Regions from separate parts of the Mus musculus genome. Here region 2 is linked to region 1. Evidence: chromatin contacts called from public ChIA-PET data. All regions are on one chromosome and are shown on one strand. Each heading gives the region's core, a stretch centred on a gene start, on an enhancer-like site or on the middle of the called end of the contact. The rest is flanking DNA. Distances are from core to core; before and after follow the strand shown. Region 1 has its middle 15 kb from the start of Hif1an. Region 2 has its middle 5.1 kb from the start of Gm35183.

What was found. ChIA-PET counts read pairs in DNA pulled down with a chosen protein or histone mark.
Region 2: an RNA polymerase II ChIA-PET map of memory CD8 T cells shows a contact between it and region 1, with 9 read pairs. The contact joins two enhancer-like sites. A contact is called at or near these places in 1 of 484 Hi-C or Micro-C datasets (CD4 T cells) and 4 of 115 datasets of contacts at active chromatin or transcription factors (embryonic limb bud, embryonic stem cells, extraembryonic endoderm stem cells and 1 more).

Annotation. Positions count from the first base shown.
Region 1 is chr19:44,576,611-44,579,647 of GRCm38.p6, forward strand. No RefSeq gene overlaps it. Among named protein-coding and RNA genes, the nearest start is that of Hif1an, 15 kb to the left of the region's middle. Within about 2 kb of position 1,586, at least 26 of the 459 cell types and tissues checked have an H3K27ac peak or open chromatin away from gene starts, as enhancers often do. A contact at or near this core is called in memory CD8 T cells, where this site is marked.
Region 2 is chr19:44,265,596-44,268,632 of GRCm38.p6, forward strand. No RefSeq gene overlaps it. Among named protein-coding and RNA genes, the nearest start is that of Gm35183, 5.1 kb to the right of the region's middle. Within about 2 kb of position 1,551, at least 306 of the 459 cell types and tissues checked have an H3K27ac peak or open chromatin away from gene starts, as enhancers often do. A contact at or near this core is called in memory CD8 T cells, where this site is marked.

The DNA of each region.
Region 1 (3,037 bases), core at 336-2,835:
AATGACAAATGTGTTAAGATTGCTCGAGGGCATAGGGAATTCCAATTGAAGAAAATGGGTGGGTGTTGACTAACTGTTAAGTGCTTCTGTCCAGGCACTGTGCTAGTCCCTTGCACTGGGTGCTCTTGGCTCAGTAGGGAAGTTAAGGATGCCCTGGACAAGCACTTCACTCAGCTTGGATATTCACAGTAGAGTAGGCCTTCTATGGAACGCTACAGCCTGAACTGATAACTGGAAGACATGTAGCTCCTTGGGTTGCAGAAAAGGTAGAAGGCATGTTTGTACCCAGCTTTCTCTTATACTTAGTCCAGAGAGTGCCAGAGAAAAAGACTAGGTGTAGTAACACGAAAAGAAGAAAACCCTTTGGTTAGTCACAGAAATCTGGCAATCCGTTTGGTTGCTGGGCTGCGTTCATTGTGAAGGGCAGATAGATTGGATTGGGCCATTTAAAGTGCCCTGCTGTCCTCAATGTTCAGCCTAGCCCGCTAACTGGGTTACTCAGGCTTCAGCCTGAAATTTACTTGGGTGCGTGGGGTTCCCCGCACCCCCCACAATGGGATCCCACTGATCTCCTGGCTGCCTCCCTTTGTCTTATGGTGTCTCTGAGCAGCAGGGCATTTAGAGTCACCTGCAGTCACTTCTTTTATGTAACTCGGGCCTTGGCTATCTTCCCTATTGGACCAGCCAAATTTACTGATTCTTTTTGCTTAAGACCTGTTCACTTGGTCATCAGGGTCAGTCCTGTCTTTAGGGAAGCTCTGTACACTAACCCAGAATCGCTGTGTGTGTGGACCAGGTTTTTTTATCCTGTTTGAGTATATAGTGTGTAGTATGGTGCAGGGGCGAGGTTGAGAAATGACAAATGCACACTGGGTCCGCCATTCTGTGTGACTTTGGAGAAATGACAAGTGCCTGGACTTGACCTCTTCATAACTGCATACTTTGTGATGGTTACACAAAACAAGGTAGGTAAAGAAAGGCTTAGCAGAGGGACAATGGTGGCGAGACCCAGTCATCCGCCTTAGCCTCCAGGGGTTCAGGTGTCTGTCCTTCCCAGAGTGGATCTCTTCTCCATCTGGCTTCCCAGCTAGATCCTGTGGCTAGTCTTAAGGTGTGCCTGGTTCTCAGCACCTGAGCAGGGCCCAGGGTTGAGCATCGACTCCTGCTCAAGGCTCCCTTCCCCTCGTCAGTGACTTCCAGCTCTCTCAAGGACCTTGTCACCATTGCCATCAGGCAGTGATTTTATAGAATTCATTTTCCACACTATATAAATACAGAACTGTGAAATCAATACATCCTCTTTTCCTCTCTTCAGGAATAATTGCTTGAAGGTTTGTACCAGCTGGTGACAGTAGTCAGGGGATAGGAGACAGTGATGTGGGAGGGGTGTCACAGTAGGGCCACAGTGGTGCAGACGAAGTTGTCATAGGCTGTTGTGCTAGTCTGGAGGCAGATCACCCCAGGCTAGAAGATGTTGCTTCTGCACATCTTTGAAATTTCACTTCTGCCTGTCCTTTATAGTCAGCATAGCTGTTGCTCTCCCAGGGACTTGCATGATACACTGCTGTGAATGCCACCCATGTGTCTGAATCCCCACTTAACCACTTCCTAACTCTAACCTTAATTAACCTCTCTGGGCCCCAGCTTCCTGGTTTGGTCTGTGAAATAACAGGTAGCTTGCAACATTGAGGGTTTGTGAGGCGAACCTCAGACCCAGTTCAGGGAGGGCACTTGGGAAATGTGTTTTCTTACAAAAACTGTAGTGTTTTGTGGGTGCAGGGAGAAAAACTGCTGATAGCAGAACTTTTCTTACTCTGTCCTGAGTTTTCAAGTACAGTTCTCAAAGAATTCACACAGAAGAGCTATACTTGAGATGAAGAAAGAAACATGGAGACCATAGGTGGTAGAGGGGACTGGAGATCCATAAGCCAGAGCTGGGCTCAAAGATGGTTCTGCCAGGACAGGATCTCAGGGAGCAGGGGTGGAGACCAGACCTGTTGAAGGGGCAAGATGTGCGTGTGTGTGCAGGGCACAGATGCTGGGTGGGGAGAACTTGCGTGTCAGGAGTGGTGACTATAGCCCAGGATGGGTGGCTCTTTGGTCCTGCTAGGCCTCAGCCCCTCATCTTTAAAGTCACCACTTCCACTGCCTTTCAGAGCTGCTGGGACAGTTATGTGAGAGTGTGACATAAAATGAACACTGTAGAGGCTCCTTCCTGAGTTGTTACTGAGAGCGAGGATTTAGGGGAGCTTCTATAGAGAGGTGGGCCACAGAAGCTCAGAGGTTTTCAGATTACAGTTTGTCATGGCCTGAGCAGGAAATCAGCTAGGCAGCATCTCCATCAGAACACTGCCGTCCCGCCACATTTGACCGGCTAGAATTCTCTTCAAGAACTAAAAGCAGTATATGTAAGAGAGCCCTTTGAAGTTGTGTAGACTAGGTTTGAATTTTGGTTTCACCTTTGCCTTACGCTGACTGTTCAATTACACTCTCTGAGCTTGAACACATTAACAGGTACCCTCGGATGGCTACTAGAAATGAGCGAAGTGAGATTGTAATGTGAACTCGGTGTCTGGTGCCCACTAAGTGCCCAGTATATGTTAGCTTTCTTTGCTCCTTTGGAGACAGGTTGTTTGTCCAGCAGAGGAGAAAAGACTGGGTTGTCTGTGTTTCAGCTTGATCATTGTCAAAATTTTCTTTCCCTTTTGGGGAGATCTATGGTCCCAAGGGAGTATGAATAGAGTTACGGGAGGGAGGGGAGTGTAGAACTCTGCAGTATTGAACATGGGGTGGGGTGGATACAGCAGACAGAGAGAAGAGAGAGGGTACCACTGTGTGCTATAAGGAAAAGCCAGGCAAAGACATAACTCTCCTATGAGTGAGGAGACAAGCGCTCTCAGCATAGAAACTGTGACCTCAGGTCAAGGCTGTGAGAGATCCTACAGCCAGCCAGGCTTCCTCTGAAAACCTCCAGGAGCTGTGGCCCATCAAGAAAGGAAACAATAGAAAGCAGACATTATTAAAGTGGGAAGATGTT
Region 2 (3,037 bases), core at 301-2,800, 310 kb before region 1:
CACGTGTTTCCATGCTTCACTAAAGTGGAAAGTCACCATATAAAATAGAAAACCCAAAGTGAGCAATGAGAAGCCTTTCTTACGTTCACGACATAATGTAACCACTGTTACATTATAAAACATTTTCTTCTTTCTTCTTCTTCTTCTTCTTCCTCTTCCTCTTCCTCTTCCTCTTCCTCTTCTTCTTCTTCTTCTTCTTCTTCTTCTTCTTCTTTTGGTTTTTGGTTTTGGTTTTTGGTTTTTTTGGTTTTTGGTTTTTCAGGACAGAGTTTCTTTGTTGTAGCCTTCCTTGGCTGTCTTAGAACTAGCTCTGTCAATCAGACTGGCCACCAAGGCCCTCTACAACAGTTCATCACCCAAAACTCTTAAAACCATTTGCCAGTGACACCTAATCTTATCAGCCACAAGCCAACTTTTCCCCACCCTTAGCAAAAACAAAAAACAAAAAAAAACCAACGGTGCTGGCCTAGGAGGTACCCGCTTGCCTTGTACTTCAAGGATAGGGAGTTAAACAATTGATAACCCACATGTGCTACCACCCCCCACTCCCAGCAAGGTTTGCCAGGCAATCACCCAGTGTGTAGCATAAATCAGTGGTGTCAGGTTCAAAAGAAAACTCAAGACAGTTGGCCACCTGTGGTGCCTATTAGCATATCAAAGCGTCTGCTGATCTCGGGGCTCAGTGCCTGAGATTCCTCTCCGCTCTCTCCTGGCCCCTACCCTAAACTTCCCCAACTCTTGGGCTCCCCCGACCCCGACCCCAAGCTTCTCGTTCCTATATAACCCTGCTATTTTAGCCATTGTCCTCGTTGCCCTCTTGGGTCTTGGTCACCTTGGGTCCCTCTTTCTCTTGCTCTCCACTTTTCTCCCTCCTCGATGGCCTGGTTCTCTGCTGGCCATATTTAGTCTGCTCTGGACCCTTCCAGATGCCTCTGGCTGTATTCTCCCTCTAGAGTAAAGACTTTCTCCTCAACAATACCTTGGTGTCCCCATTTCATTCAAGTAATACTCCACTCCTTGGTATTGCCTACTAAGCACTTAAAGTGTCTACCTCAGCCAGTTCATCGACGGATCAACAACTGAGCTGGCTCCACCTTTTGGCAAGTGTAAAAAGCGCTGCAAATATTTGCGCACCAATATTTGGGTATCTGCTTTGGTTCGATTTGTGTACATATCCAGGATTAATTTGTTTGTATGTAATAAACTATTTAACTTTCTGTGGGGTCACCTCAGGCATACCTGTAACCCCAGCAAAACTACCGTCCTTCCGGTCCTTCAGCACTTAGTGCTGAGCGAATGCCCCATTAAAGCCCTCAGAGCATCCCGGGGAGGAGGGCAGCGACTGCGCGATAGGCCGCATCGCTGCCCTACCGCAGGCGGTGCTCACACTCCTACCCTGGCCCTCAGCCAGCCCACACCCAGGTCAACACTGGGAGCCGCCCGAGTCGCGGCCCATCACTCAGAGCCCCCAGGGTCACACCCGTCCACTCGGCCCACAGCGCCTGACTCCGCACAGCCAATCAGCAGCCGCGCTGCGACTCTGCCCGAGTCCGCGCCCATCAGGAGGCGCCGCCTCTGGTTCGGGAGGTGCCCCTGCATCTTGCGGTCGCCCTCCTGTTTGGAGCTGAGGGAGTTTCTAAGGGATGCTGTAACTACCCTCCACCCCCGCCCCCCAGTCCTCCCTCTCCGCCAGGGAGGAACGCAGAGACCTTGGGTGTGGGCTCTGGTCCTCCGCTGCGTTGGAGGTCGCGGGAGCAGACTAAACAGGGCAGGGCAAGGCGGTCACGTAGGAGGCAGAGTGCCACCTCAGCAAAGCATACGGAAGACTGGGTCGTGAAAGCATGAGAGAAAGCAAGCCAGCCAAGTGTTCCAGAGCGTTCCAGGCTGATGTCACCGGGGATGAAAGATTCGAATGCTTGCAGCTCAACTTAGCTACAGCTAGCCCCTGGCGCGCGCGCGCGCGCGCGCGTGTGTGTGTGTGTGTGTGTGTGTGTGTGAGAGAGAGAGAGAGAGAGAGAGAGAGAGAGAGAGAGAGAGAGAGAGAGAGAGAGAGAGACTCAGTCTTCCAAGCGCTGGGACTGCAGAAGGGCTTCTACTTAAGTCATGCTGTTACGTGGGTGCCATCTCCCCAGGCCCACTTACCTGGGTTTATAAAGCGAGCTAGTAACACTCAAATACAAGATGACGGTGTGGCTTTCCCTTTGCCTTAACATATACGCCATACCCTTGGTATACGCCACAACCTTGAAAATTAGTTCTTAATTTAGAATCCTCACACCAGTCAGACTTCTAGGACCAAAAGTAGTGGGCACAACCCCCACCCCCATCCTCATCCCCAAACTTTAGCCCTTTCCAGAAGGAAGTTTCCCTGAAGCTCATTAGCAATCCCCTTTCAGTAAACGTGCATCTTCACTGAATGTGGAGTTGAACACCACATACCAGGCTGTCTCTCTCTCTCCGTGTGGGTGTTCTCGCTTTACCACACTCCAGCTCCGGCACCAAGAAGTCCCCTGAAGAGGCCTGTCACCAGCATACACTGTGGGACCCAATTTAAGGCACCTCTGTCCACCAACATAAAGATATGTGTGTGTGTGTGTATACATATATATGTATGTATATATGTGTATATGTGTATATATACATACATACATACACACACACACACACACACCTTGCTTATTTCTTACTCAGTTTCATTTGGATTGTTCTTATGGAGAGATTTTTCTCAGCCAAGGCTCCCTCCTCTCCGATGATTCTAGCTTGTGTCAAGGTGACATAAAACTAGTGACACACAGGAGGGAAAGAGTGATATTGATTTACTTGTGTGTGTGTTTTTAAAGATTTATTTATTATTATACATAAGTACACTTTAGCTGTGTTCAGATGCACCAGAAGAGGGTGTCAGATCTCATTATGGGTGGTTGTGAGCCACCATGTGGTTGTTGGGATTTGAACTCAGGACCTTCGGAAGAGCAGTGGGTACTCTTAACCACTGAGCCATCTCTCCAGCCCCTGTGTGTGTGTTTTAATACTAAGT